Linked DNA regions of Mus musculus: region 2 is linked to region 1. A link is a contact called in public HiChIP or PLAC-seq data. All regions are on one chromosome and are shown on one strand. The core of a region is the stretch at or near the end of the contact, and the rest is flanking DNA. Distances in the headings are between cores, read along the strand shown.

The links. HiChIP or PLAC-seq counts read pairs in DNA pulled down with a chosen protein or histone mark.
Region 2: a contact with region 1 is called in a FOXA1 HiChIP or PLAC-seq map of pancreatic cancer cells. The contact joins the promoter of Igfn1 here to the promoter of Ppp1r12b in region 1. A contact is called at or near these places in 1 of 39 promoter capture datasets (liver) and 1 of 115 datasets of contacts at active chromatin or transcription factors (pancreatic cancer cells).

What each region holds. Positions count from the first base shown.
Region 1 is chr1:134,953,003-134,960,032 of GRCm38.p6, reverse strand. Ppp1r12b (protein phosphatase 1, regulatory subunit 12B) reads left to right here and starts at 4,093. Exons shown (of 24, transcript NM_001368827.1): 1 at 4,093-4,541. The coding sequence starts at 4,251.
Region 2 is chr1:136,001,674-136,008,294 of GRCm38.p6, reverse strand. Igfn1 (immunoglobulin-like and fibronectin type III domain containing 1) reads left to right here and starts at 1,953. Exons shown (of 27, transcript NM_177642.3): 1 at 1,953-1,974. The coding sequence starts at 1,953. It also overlaps a transcript of Tmem9 not described here.

The DNA of each region.
Region 1 (7,030 bases), core at 2,844-5,343:
GCTTGGCTTTTTATGTTGGTGCTGGGGACTCAAACCCAGGTACTCATGCTTGCACAGCAAATACTCTTACCTGTTGAACCATCTCCCTAGACCAGATATTTTTGAAAATATTTTCTAAAATGTATTTTATTTGTACACAGGATTGTTTGTTTGGACTTAACTGGTAGTTACACATGTTTTATTAGCAGGCTGCTGAGTTTGTCTTAGTAGGGAGAATATTTGCTATTCAATCTCGAGGACCTACGTTCAGATCCCAGCGCCTATTTATCGAGTTGGGGTCCAACAAATACCTGTACCTTCAGAACCCAGGGATTGATGCCCTCTTCTGGCATTGGTGTGTACTCACACCTACCTGTGAGCAGATACTCGTGCAGGTACACACAAATCAATACACTGGCACAGTCATAGGAAATGACGCAAGTCATGAAGCCAGCACAGCTGTTTGACACAGTTCCATCCAGGCTGTGCCGAGCGCTGCGCTGCCATGGCTGTAGTTCTGCCTCTCACTTTTAGGTTTTGGTGACTGCCTGCTGCACTCTTAGGGGCTTTCTGCATTATGGTTCATTTGATGTCTTTACCTGAGAAAATTATGTCTGAGTCTTTTTTTTTTTTTTTTTTTTTGGAGAATCCTTTCTGCTTTTAGGGAAACAACTTTATCTGGACACTACTTGGAAGTCTTCCTTATGCCCCGGAGATTGTGATAAGCTCAGATAATCAAAAGCTAGAAATTTCTAAATGAGGCTATGAATTCAGGAATCTTCTTGGGGTATCCATCCCTAAGCAAACTCAAACAGTATAATTGGTGCAGAATAAACAGAAGTAATTGACAAAGTCTGACTGACCAGGAGAATTGGTAACAGACTCTAAGCCTCTTTATACAATATACTGAGAGCTCTCTAAAAGTGCAGTGAAATGCAGTATAAAGACAGGAGTAGTCATACAGGGTACACCCCTAGGGCAATAGAACTCAGTAAATAAGATAGATTGACTAAAATAACCTTTTCCTACTTTATAGTGTAGCTGAGGAAATGATAAAATAAAAGGAGCTAGGTGTTAGCATTTGCTACTCATAAAAGCACAGGTTCAGCCTACGGCAAAAGAGACGCTGTCTCAGAAAAAATCAGTCTCGACAGTGGGAGGTTCCAGAAACAGGGAGAACACTACTTTCTTACTGTAACTGGAGTATTTGTTTTTTTCTTTTTTCTTGTAGAAGTAAGAGGATAACACTTTCTTTGGAGACTTTTACAGAAAGCATAAAAGGCTTAATTCTTTAGATAATTTAAGTGCATACCCACCTAATTGGAGAGAAATGTATCTTCCAGCTATGTGGTTCGTAAGAACAATAATAATTATTATTATCTTAATTGCTTTAACTACATCAGTCAAAAACTATACTATAAAACATCTGTCTCTGTAAACTTGAAAAGGTTTTCTTACTTAAAATTAAAGCTATGTTTGTTTGTTTTTTCCCAAATCACCTTCACCCAACCAAAAATTTCAAAGAATAAATGTATACTGTCAGCTCACTGAACAAGTTTGATAGCTTAAGTTTCTTAAATACTCTTAAAAAAATGTAAAGATTCATGTATTGCCAGGGCCCTGCCCCAGCACGTTGATAGGGTGGCCTCAACCCCCCTACAGAAAGATAGCTTTGAATTTCTGATCCATTTGCTCCCACGTTCAGAGTGCTATAATTACAGACAAAAACTTTTTAAAAGATTTATTTATTCCTTATATATACACGAATACATTGCAGGTGTCTTCAGACACACCAGAAGAGTGCCTCGGATCCCATTACAGATGGTTGTGAGCCACTATGTGGTTGCTGGGATTTGAACTCAGGACCTCTGGCAGAGCAGTCAGTGCTCTTAACCCCTGAGCCACCTCTCCAGCCCACAGACAAATGTTTTTGACTGGTTTATGTCAGACCATCATTCTGAAAACTAAGGTACATCCCCAGCCCCAAGACTGAGTTATTGTTAAATTTTAAGCTTATAAAAAAACAAAACAAAATATGGTGGCTTATTCCTGGCCCTTGGGAGGCCAAAGTGGGAGGAATATCATGGGGTTCTTGACAACCTAAACAGTAGAGAACCATTCTCAAAAAACAGTAATTTAAATAAAGAATGAAAGAAAGGACAGAGGGGGGAGGAGGGAGGAAGGGAGAGGGGAAGGGAGGAAGGGAGAGAGAGAGAGAGAGAGAGAGAGAGAGAGAGAGAGAGAGAGAGAGAGAGAGAGAGAGAGAGAGAGAATATACAAAAAGAACAGAGTCAAACCACGGGAAGTGGAAGCAGGAGGATCAGGATCTCACATTCATCTTTGACCAGCCTGAGTAAATGAGACTCCATCTCAAACCAAACAAAACAGAACATAGTCCCACAAGGTGTAACATTATTGGTCCCTGAAAATTTTATCCTACTTTAAAAGGTCTTACTAGAAGCCAGTCTATTGGCAAAGTAGGATGCAGCAGTGAAATGCAAAACTGAGTGGCTGTTGTTTACCAGGGCCGTGCTATTAAACCAGGGCAGGAGGGCTGCAAGAAGCTCACGGCTACATCATCTCTCCTAGTTTCTCTATGTGTTTGTATTTGAGGCAGTCTCCTTCTGCTGCTTTGGCTGGTCTCTCTCTCTCTCTCTCTCTCTCTCTCTCTCTCTCAAGATTTATTTTACTATATGTAAGTACACTGTAGCTGTCTTCAGACACACCAGAAGAGGGCATCAGATCTCATTACAGATGGTTGTGAGCTATCTGGTTCAAAGTCATCCTTTGCTGCATAGGCAGTTCCTGGCTGGCCTGGATGACGTGACACTTAGTCTCAATAAAACAAAAGCTTTTTAACAAGTAATGAGATTTTCTTGGTAATTTGTCGACATGTCAACCCATGTAGTTGCTGGGATTTGAAATCAGGACCTTCAGAGGAGCAGTCATTGCTCTTAACTGCTGAGCCATCTTGCCAGCCTGGTCTCAGACTCTTGATCCTCCAAGATAACAGGTGCGTGTCACCATGCCTGGTTCCTACGTTATCTTGGTATCAATATCTCTCTTATCAATTTGGCAGAGTTCTATTTGAGAACTTGGGTAATTTTAATTATTAATAAGAAGAGGTTCCATGTTGACAAATTACCAAGAAAATCTCATTACTTGTTAAAGAGCTTTTGTTTTATTGAGACTAAGTGTCACGTCGTCCAGGCCACCGGGAACTGCCTATGCAGCAAAGGATGACGTTGAATGTCTTGCCTTTTGTGGTTTGTTTTTCACAGGGGAATAGATTTGACAGGTTTCACTCTGTAGCCCAGGCTAACCTTGAACTCACAGTGTAGTCCAGGTTGCTCTAAAACTCCTGGCAACCTGGGTGCAGGGGTTACAGGTGTGAGTTGCCTGGCATTACTTATTTCTTCAACATTTGATTCCTAGTTTATTCCAATAGAAAATGAGCAACGGGCAAGTGTTCATTTGTTAGGAAATAATAAAAGTTCTTTTTTCTGATGACCTAATCGTGTTCACATTTTGTGTGTGTGTGTGTGTGAAATTTGTGAAATGAAAAATTTCAACAGTCAGGAATCTTTTTGGACCTGGAGTGAATGTCATATTGAAAATAATTTATGTAAAACTATAATACTGTATGTGTATGCATACTTTTCTCCATGCACGTTCATAACTAATACATGTTAATAAAACTAGATGTAAAAAAAAACAGGACATGAAATATCATCCTTCTGTTACTTCATGTTTAGTCTTCTTTTCTAGAAAATAAGGGTAATTACTGCTGCTTTTTCCACTCTTGAAGTGTTAAGTGACTATTAGGGAGGGAGTTCAGCTTAGTGATCGCAGCAATAAAAAAAACTACGATTCCCAAAATGCTTAGAGAAAGAGGATGCCACCGGTCTGGGAGACAGTTGCAGCTTCTTCCAGGCATAGGTGCTAGATTCCCCCTCGGAGGAGGGTGCAGCTTGTCCTTGACTGGTTTGTAATGCATCCAGGGATGTGTAGTTCCCGTAGGGCTCCAGTGCGCCCTCAGGGCAGGTCTCCTACTACAAGTCCCGTACTGACGCGGGGTTGGGCAGCGCGTGCGTGCTGAAGCTAAGGGAGCATGTGGGCGGTGCTACTAGCGGGAGGAGTAAAGATGGCGGCGCGGGGGCCTCCGCCTTCATTCCCTGGCTGAAGCCCTCCGAGGGAGGCGGCAGTGGCCACACAGGGCTACCAACAGTCTTGTGGTGGTACTTTTGGCAGCAGCTGCGGAAGCTCGAGCAATGGCGGAGCTGGAGCACCTGGGAGGGAAGCGAGCAGAGTCGGCGCGAGCGCGGCGGGCTGAGCAGCTGCGGCGCTGGCGAGGCTCGCTGACAGAGCAGGAGCCCGCGGAGCGACAGGGCGCGGGGCGCCAGCTGCAGACCAGACGCGGGAGCCCCAGGGTCCGCTTCGAAGACGGTGCGGTCTTTCTAGCTGCCTGCTCCAGCGGGGACACGGACGAGGTGAAAAAGCTTCTGGCAAGAGGTGCGGACATCAACACGGTCAACGTGGACGGCTTGACAGCCCTGCACCAGGTAGGACTTCTCTTTCTGTTGTGTGGGGTCTTTGACCTGCAAGCTTGTGACCCCGGTGAGTTGCCTCACCAAGAGTATATATAGTGTCACCGCAAAGCCCTCTTGCAAAGACCATGCCACTTCAGTCAACTCACATTCTTGGCCACCCTCTTCCACTCATAACCAGGGTGTGGGTCTTTACTTGAAGGACTGGTGTCACCCGGGTGACTGGTCAGTGTTTGTATTTCCCTCCACCTACTTGGGTTGTCATGGTGACTGATGATTTGGTCCTTGGTGTTATCTTTATAGATTAGTCATCTTTACTTCTCTCCTGTGCCTGTACCTCATGCCACTCACACTGTCATTAGCCTGCTCCCCTTTCAGAAAATTCAACTTTCTATTTGCGTGGCCTAGTTATTAAAATGTCTTAGGGTCAATTAAAGGGAAACCCCACTAGTGGATGGAGACAGGCAGCTTTTTTGAAACGCCACTTGTTTTGCTGATGTGTGATTTGTGTCTTCTCCAGGCCACCCTTAGAACACCCTTGACCTCATTGTTATGGGTGTCTCATTTTCTCTACAGCAGCACTACTTCAGTCAGGGACAGAATTATTTCTGTCTAGGACTTATGGAGTAGGCTTTCAACTTTATTTCTGAATCTGTCTGTAGAAATGGTAACCTTCGAAAAAAGAAATGACTATATATACGAGTTACAGGTAATCTGAGAGTTCTTGTGCTTAATAATAACGCCTTGATTTCTCTCACTTATGCAACAATATTCTCTGTATACTGACTGTCATAACTCCACCCTCTCTCCCCATTTGAACTTCGCCAGTTATTTTGGTGAGCTGAGACCTGGGCACCCACTCTTTTCTCTTCTCGTCTCTTCTCTTTCTTTCCTTCTCTCTTTTCTTTCTCTCTTTTCTTTCTTTCTTTTTTCCTTCCTTTTTCCTCTTCCTCTTCCTTCACCTCTCTTTTATTTTTATTTTATTTTATTTTATTTTATTTTTAAAAAACAACCACACAGATGCTCATGTAGTTCAGGTTGACTTAGAACTCTCCATGTAGCTGATCCATCTGCCTCTATGTCCCCAGTGCTGGGACTGCAAAGTCTGGGCAGTGCTGAGGATCAAGCCAGGCAAGAACTCTACCGACAGAGCTACATCCACAGCTCACAGCTCTCTTTCTTAGTTTTCCTTTGCTGTATGTGCAACCTGAATGAGTGCACATAAGATTCAACTTTTTGTCGGGTGGTGATGACCATGCCTTTAATCCCAGAACATCGGAGACAGAAGCAATCAGATCTCTGAGATTGAGGCCAGCCTGGTCTATAGAGTGAGTTCCAGGATGGACAGGGGAGAAACCTTTTTTGAGAAACCTTGTCTCAAAAAACCAACCAATCAAACAATAACACTCCCCCCAACCCTCAAAAACAAAACCACTTTTAAATAATAATTCAAGTTTACATTAAGCCCCTTCCTTAAATATACTTAGTTAATAGCTTAATATTGTTCTGATTGCTCTCTTCATATGGAAGAAAATTCTCCTCTCAGCCTGTTTTATTCAGGATCCCACCTAAAGTTTTATACATAGCAACCAGTTTTTATATAGTACTTTGCTGTTTAAGAATGATTTCCTGTGTCTTCTCTCATGTAATTTTGGTAGTGTTCCTCTGCAGTGGCTGTAGTTGGTAATAATGTGACTCCCATATACAGAGGGGGAAGGCGAAACTTCAGAAACTTTATATGTGTGAGATCCTAGGAAGGAGGAGAGTTACCTGTGGTATTGATTTTTCAGATTTCAAGCACAAAGCCCCTTAGCCCACCGAGTAAAGAACTGGGTATAGAATGTGGTAAGAGAACGACAGTCAACTTTAAATACGATTTAAACTAAATATTTGAACTCTTGGAAGGGTGACTTCTCCATACATGTGAGGAGCAGAGCTCAGCTGGGTGTCTTCATTCATTCTCCATCTTAATATTAAGTATTATTGTTATTTTTTAGTATAATATAGTATAACTTAGCAACAGCGTTTCTTTTACTATTTTTATTTTGATTAGTGTGTGTTTGTGTACATATGTGTATATGTGTATGCCATCATGTTTGTGTGGAGTTGAAAAGGACAACTTAGGGGGGCCACTTTTCTCCTTCCATCGCGGGTTCTGGAGATGGATCTAACTTAGTTGGCAGGCAGGCAGCAGGCAGCAGGCAGGCAGGCAGGCAGGCAGGCAGCAAGCGGGTGGGCAGGCGGGCAGGCGGGCAGGCGGGCAGGCAGGCAGGCGGGCAGGCAGGCAGGTAGCAGGCAGGCAGGCAGGCAGGCAGCAAGCGGGCGGGCAGGCGGGCAGGAGGGCAGGCGGGCAGGCAGGCAGGCGGGCAGGCAGGCAGGTAGCAGGCAGGCAGGCAGGCAGGCAGGCAGGCAGGCAGGCAGGCAGGCAGGCAGGCAGCAGGCAGGCGTGCTCAGCAAGCATGTTGACCATCTGACACTTGATTATTTTCCAAGTGACTGTGCTA
Region 2 (6,621 bases), core at 704-3,203, 1.1 Mb before region 1:
AGACAAGCTGATGGACTTACACATTCAACAAACAGGTATCGGGTGCCTGTTATGTGTCAAACTCTGCAGGACACCCAGACTCACAAGCCACTGCAAAAATGGAAAGGTTAAATATTTGCCCATGTGGACGCAAAGGGCAAGTGCCCTGTGTGTTTCAGGGATAAAGTGGGTGGGGCTCACCAAGAGAGACTTCCTTCTAAGCCAAGTCCGACCCTAGCCCCGCCTACGGGTAATCTGACATTCCATCTGTCCAATCCTGGTCACCCTGTTCCGAAAGGCTCCACCTCAATCTAGACTCCTGGGCTTTTTTGCAGTTTAGTGCAACAGGTGGCGCCCCCAGAATAAGGACATTTCTGTCCCAGGCCAGCAGCTGTCACCTTAGAAAGATTAAGATTCTCCCACCAGGCGACAAGGCTTGTTGTGCCCGAGACAGATACGGCTCGGATTCCCAGCCCGAGGTAATTAACCCGGAGAAAAATGTGACACATCTCCCGGACCGTCTGCGGTGTAGCGGGCTGCCCACTGGCTTCAGCTTTCCCCAGAGCTTGGAAGGATTTCTGAGAAGGGAGGATCCTGCTGCAGAGCCTCTGTGCTTTCCTGCTGTGGGGGTGCGCGAGCCCCCAGGTCAGGATCTCAACCCACAGCGTTCCTGCCCAGAATGCAAAAGGCTTAGGTCGCTGCGGAAAACCGGGTGAAGACGTACAGCAGAATGTACGGGGTTACTGAGCTCCACGCGCGAGTGCTGGTGGTCTTGCATTGCATTAGGGAGGTCACCGCTCTGTGTCCCAAGGCGGGGTAAGAGGCTAGGTCCCGCTGATCCCAGGAGACATAGCTGCACGGACACACTAATCCACTGTTTTTACACATAATCACTTCACACGCAGAGATTACCTACCTCAGATTGCATTCATAGTTGGCTGGGTTTCCGGGCTTTAAAGGCTTTCAGTTCGCGTTCTGGGGAGCATTGAGAGACCAGAGGCTGACCCAGACTCGCTAATCCTAATCTCTCCAGCTGCCACTCACCCGCCATCAAGGTGTCTCTGTGGGCCCGTTTTTCTCATCTGTTCAAATGGGTTAAGCTGACCTCCTAGGCATGTCCTTATTCTGTGGGTTAAAGGAGAGAATCTTCAGAAAGTTATGGGTTCTTCTGGACTGAGGGTCTCCCATCCTCCTCTGGATGTTCCCCCTAAGAAATTGTGGTTTGGTTCTTAAATTGGTTATAATTAACCAGAAGGAAACCGAACTATTGCTTGGACAGACACTGGTAGCTGGTTGGGGAAGTGGAGTGAGCCTGCTTATTTGCAGGGACTAATTAGCGATGTCCATAAGGATCTCTGCGGCTCTAATGATTCTAGCAGGAGTTTGGAAAATATTCGAGCCAATTGCTCACTCAATAGGGAAACTGAGGCCCAGAGATGGGGAGGTAATTTGCCCAAGTCCAGGCAGCCTAGAGGCAGCCTTGATAGTTCTTTGAGGCTGTTGCAAATCGGCTTCCCTGACCTGGGCCTTCATCCTGGCCCAATTTTAGGATTCTGGACTTTGCCCCATAGGTTTGCTTCCTACTTCCAAAACATTTTGAGTCCCTTAGTAAAGCGTTCCCTAGGCCATGTTTCTCAGGCTGGGAGAAGCAGGAGCCTGGAAAGTTAAAGAGTAGTCATGGGGTGGCAAGGGGTTTAGGGAGGTGAGATCTTCATGGGCACTGTGTACCTGATCTGTTTACAACTTGCTGTTAATAGATGCCATTAATCATAGCCAACTGCAGCTGGCTCAGCCTGGGGAAGAGCAGCAGCCTGCCATCTTTGAGAGGGACGAGCAAGAAGGAATATGGAGGAGGGGGCAGGTTCCTACAGTTACCTGACACAGGAAAACCAGTCCCAGAGGGACATGGCATGAGGACACATGTATGTTAGTGTCTTGTTCAGCCCAGCCAGCCCTCTACTAAATGTCCCAGCATGAATGAGATGCGAACACAAGGTCTGTTAAACATTATGTGCTTAGTGCATACCTTTATTTTTCTTTGTTAAAAGGTATTTATTGGCTTATTTTTGCATACCTTTAAGAAGTTACAGGGCTTTAGTCTGTATGAATGAGGCCCTAGGTTTGATTCCTATCATTGCAAAAAATAAAACCTAGGTGCTGGAGAGATGGCTCAACAGCTAAAAGTGCTCTTTAAGAGGATTCACATTTGATTTCTAGCATCCATAACAAGTTGCTCACAACCATCTGTAATCCAGTTCTAGGAGGTCCAGCACTTTGGTCTCCATGGACACCTGCACTCATGTACACATGTGCCTTACTATATCTATAATTAATAATAAGAGTGAAATTCTTTTTAAAAATAAATAGAAAAATAAATAAATAGAGCCTGGAATTTGGAAGGCCCTACTCTAAATATCAAGGGACTGTGAGGAGAGTTCGCTAGTCTCAATTGCTAGTTACACAGAGGAATCCTAATGTGATTTTTCTCCCATATCAATACAATCACTGGGTACTCAGAGGCCTTTCCTGGTAAGGGGACAGTGTGATATGAGCAGCCAGGTCACTGGGCTCAAGATATAAGTCCCATGTCCAAGATCATACATCTCTTTCTATGACCTCTGATGGTGTCTGTATTTCTCCACGTCTTAGACATTCATAGCACCTACCACTGAGATTCTAGATCCTTTTTGGGTCTATTAGGGTCAAGACCAGGACCTGGTGGACTAGATTTCTAATACTCCAAAACATTAAATATCTAAATATCTGATTAGTACTGATTATTAACTTAAAGAGATCTAGAACCACAGGAAACAAACCTTCAACATGTCTGTGAGGGATTTTCTAAACCAATTGAGATGGGAAGACCCAGGATAACTGTGGGTATCACTGTCCTGTGGCCCGGGGTCCAGGAGAAAGAGAGCTGGATGTTGGCTCTTCATCTCTTTCTGCTTCTTGGCTGAAGATACTATGTGATTACTTATGTCATGCCTGATGCTGTGCCCCCTGCATGATGGATGTGTCCTGTGAGCCAAGGTGACCCTTCCTTCCTTCCTTCCTTCCTTCCTTACATTGCTCCTACCAGATATTCTGCTACAGCAACCGGAAAAATAACTAGTAACCAGAGTGAGGTTGTGGCTGGGACAAATCTGACCGTGTTAGAACTGGTTTCTGGGAAGAATGTGGGGGGCAGGGGGTGGGGAATGGAACTTGGAGCTGGAAAAGCATTAAAGCACAAGCTGAGCTTAGTAGGTCATTCTGATGGGAGTTTGGAAGGCCAGGATGTTGGAAGAGGTATTCAGTGTGTGTGTGTATGTGTGTGGGGGCGTGGGGGGTGGGAGGTTGGAGGGGTGTTCATGAGGTTTCAAAGGAAAAGAGGAAATGTTGGGAACTGGACCACAGGCCATTTATGTGGCAAAGAACCTGTCTATATCTGCCCATGTCCTGAGAACTTGACTAGGGCAGAATTTTAAAGTAATCAGCTAGTTGGTTTGTCAGAGGAACTCTCAAGAGAAGATAGCACTAGCATCCCGCAGTGGCATGGTTGTTGTTCACTGCGCTTACACGGGCCTACAACTAGAGAGGAGTAAAGATGGCAGGAATAGTAGGGAAGCAAGATATGAGGAATGTGCCCGTTGGAGATGAGAGGGTGGAATTTAACATTGTGGACAAGGCTGATGCTGAGGAAGAAGCTATACTTGTTAAGGAAACTAGCCGTTGTATGAAGCCAGGAAGATGAAGCTTAAGTTAGAATAGAGATGGCAGGATGTTGGAGATGACAGGACCATGAGATGTCTGACAAAGAAATCCGTAGTCATGAAGTAACACCGACCTAAGAAATAGGATACCTGTGTGCTCGAAAGGGAGTTGAAATTTTACTAAAGCCCTTTGGAATCTTTTCTCTCTTCCTGTTTGTTTGTTTGTTTGTTTGTTTGTTTCAAGACAAGCTCTCACTTTGTAGCTCTGGCTGTCCTGGAGCTCACTATGTAGACTAGGTTGGTCTTGAACTCACAGAGATCCACTTGAGTGCTGAGATTAAAGATGTTCTCGAGAATGCTGGGCCTTTTGGAATCTAGATGATCATTCCATTAGGAACCCCAGATAATGGACAGGTTTCCATGTTTGGCTTGCTGATATTTCTTGTCATGGATTCCTCTCTTCAGAAGTAGGAATTTTACTGTGTGCTGATACAGAGACTCATGGTTAAGAGATTGCCTGAGTCTTAAAAAGGATTCTTCACTTTCACATTTGAACACTATTAGAACTGTTAATGATGGATAGTGCTTTCAGAGTGTGGTGGTTTGAATAGGAATGGCTCCAGAGACTTAATGCTAAATGCTTGGCCCAGAGTGAGTGACACTATTAGGAGATGTGGCCTTGTTGGAGGAAGTGTGGCCTGGCTGGAGTGGGTGTGACCTGATTGGGCTGAAGGGGCTGGCTTTGAAGTCTCAGAAGTTCAGGCCTGCCTAGTGGCTCACAATTCACTTCTGCTGCCTGCAGATCAAGACGTAGACCTCTCAGCTCCTTCTCTAGCACTATGTCTGCTTGTACACTGCCATGTTTCCCACCATGACAATAGTGAACTCTGAAACTGTAAGCCAGCCCCAATGAAATGCTTTCCATTTAAGAATTGCTATGTTCAAGGTGTCTCTTGTAACGGCCATAGAAACCCAAAGTAAGACACAGAGGACTCAAGTTTGGATCCCAGCACTCATGCTGGGTGAGCCATGACTTCCTGTAACTCTAGTTGTGGGAGATCTTCTTGTGGCTTCCGCAGGTACCTGCTCACAGATGGCATACCCTCATATACACATATACAAGCACATTTCTTAAAAACTCACAAAAGGACTGTGAGAGTTTATGAAGTTGGGCTGAATGCATTATAAGATGCCCAAGAGCCTATGGGGACAAGGGGTGGAAGGTTATAACTTAAAAGTGATGTTTTGATGTCAAGTTGACAAGGAGTGGACTTATGGTTAATATCGATTATCAACTTGACAGAGTCTACAATTATCCGTTTGTGAGAGTTAGTTAAGGTTTGAAGACCCACCCTTGAGGTGGGTGGCACCATTTCATGGACTTGGGTCGTCGAATATAAAACAGGAGAAAGCAAGCAAAGCTTTGGTGCCCAATGCTCTGCTTTCTGAGTGAGATGTGTGTGACCAGCTGTGTCGCACTTCAGCCACCACAATTTCCCTGTCATGATGGACGATACCCTTGTACTATGAGTCAAAATAAATTTCCTTCCTTAAGCTGCTTTTGTCAAGTATTTCCTCACATCAAGGAGAAAAGAAACTAATCCACCAGCCTCGTGTTAAGGAGATGGCAGGAAAAGACCCAAGATCTCAGGGTATCCTACCATCCACACTCAGGGTGTACTTCAGGCAAACTGCAAGCTATTGGTATCTGCCACTTGTTGGAAGTCACGGGAAATTGTGTTGTTTTGTTAAACAGCTATCTTTCTTTTCTATTTGTTCTTGTAGTGTTGGGGATTGAACCTAGGTCCCTTTGTACACTAGACAAGCATTCTGTCACAGAGCATTTATTTACTCTTGACTCTAGAGCAAGAGCAAGTGAGTATCAGTCAGGAGAAAGGACTTAATAACTTGGATGTGCTTAGTAGCCACTGTGTATCTAGAACTAAGCAGCTACCAGTCACTCCTTTATGAATTACACAAATATTCACCCATTTAGAATCCTCCAAACCCTATGAAACAAATATTATTATGCCCTGTTTTATATGCATTAATTACGTACTTTCTCCATTGCTGTGATAAAATAACAAAAACAACTTAAGGTAGGGAGGGTTTATTTTGGTTTAAATTTCAAGGATTCAGCCCATTATGCTGGAAAAGTCATGACAACAAGTGCATGATACAGATATTTACATTGTATCCAAAGTGAGTAAGAAGAGAGCAATTAATTCTCAGCTAGCATTTCCCTTTTTATACAGTCCAGGACTCAAGCCTAGGGAATGGCACCGCCCATGTTTAGAATAGGTCTTCCCACTTGAATTAGCCTAATCAAGATCATCTCTCACAGGCATGCCTCGAAGCTTGCCTCTTAGAAGCTTGTCCTCTACATCTTGTCAAGTTCATCAGCAGTATCAACCATCACAACTATAGAAAGTGATGTGCCGAGAATTTAAATTGCATGGCAAAAGTCATAGAGTAAGTATGTGGCAGAGGGGGGTTTCCGATCTAAACTCCACAGTCCACTCTCAGAGCCACCTAGAACGAATGGGTCTGGAGCTTTCTACTCTAGTTGTGTGCAGCCCTCTTACAGAGGCCCTTGCAGTTGATCACAAATAGACTCTCTCTCCTTGGGGGATTCTGCCTTGTCAGACTCCACTTGTTTCTCTTTCTACCATCTAACAGTCTGGCCCATGTTCCCTGATTGAATTTGGTTGTTGCACCAGGAGAGACTTGTACCAACTCTGAAGGATTAGGAGTGCTGATTACATAGCTAGTAGGAAAATTTTAAAAAGTATTATTCAGCAGGGCCTCTCTTCTTCACAGGTTACGACGGAATGTGGAGTCCTCTTGCTGGCCTCCCTGTACCTTAGTACTTCTTGTCACCTGACACTTCTTGCTCATAATCTTTTGTCAGACCTTTAAAGTGACCCTTGCATCATCCAGTGTCAAC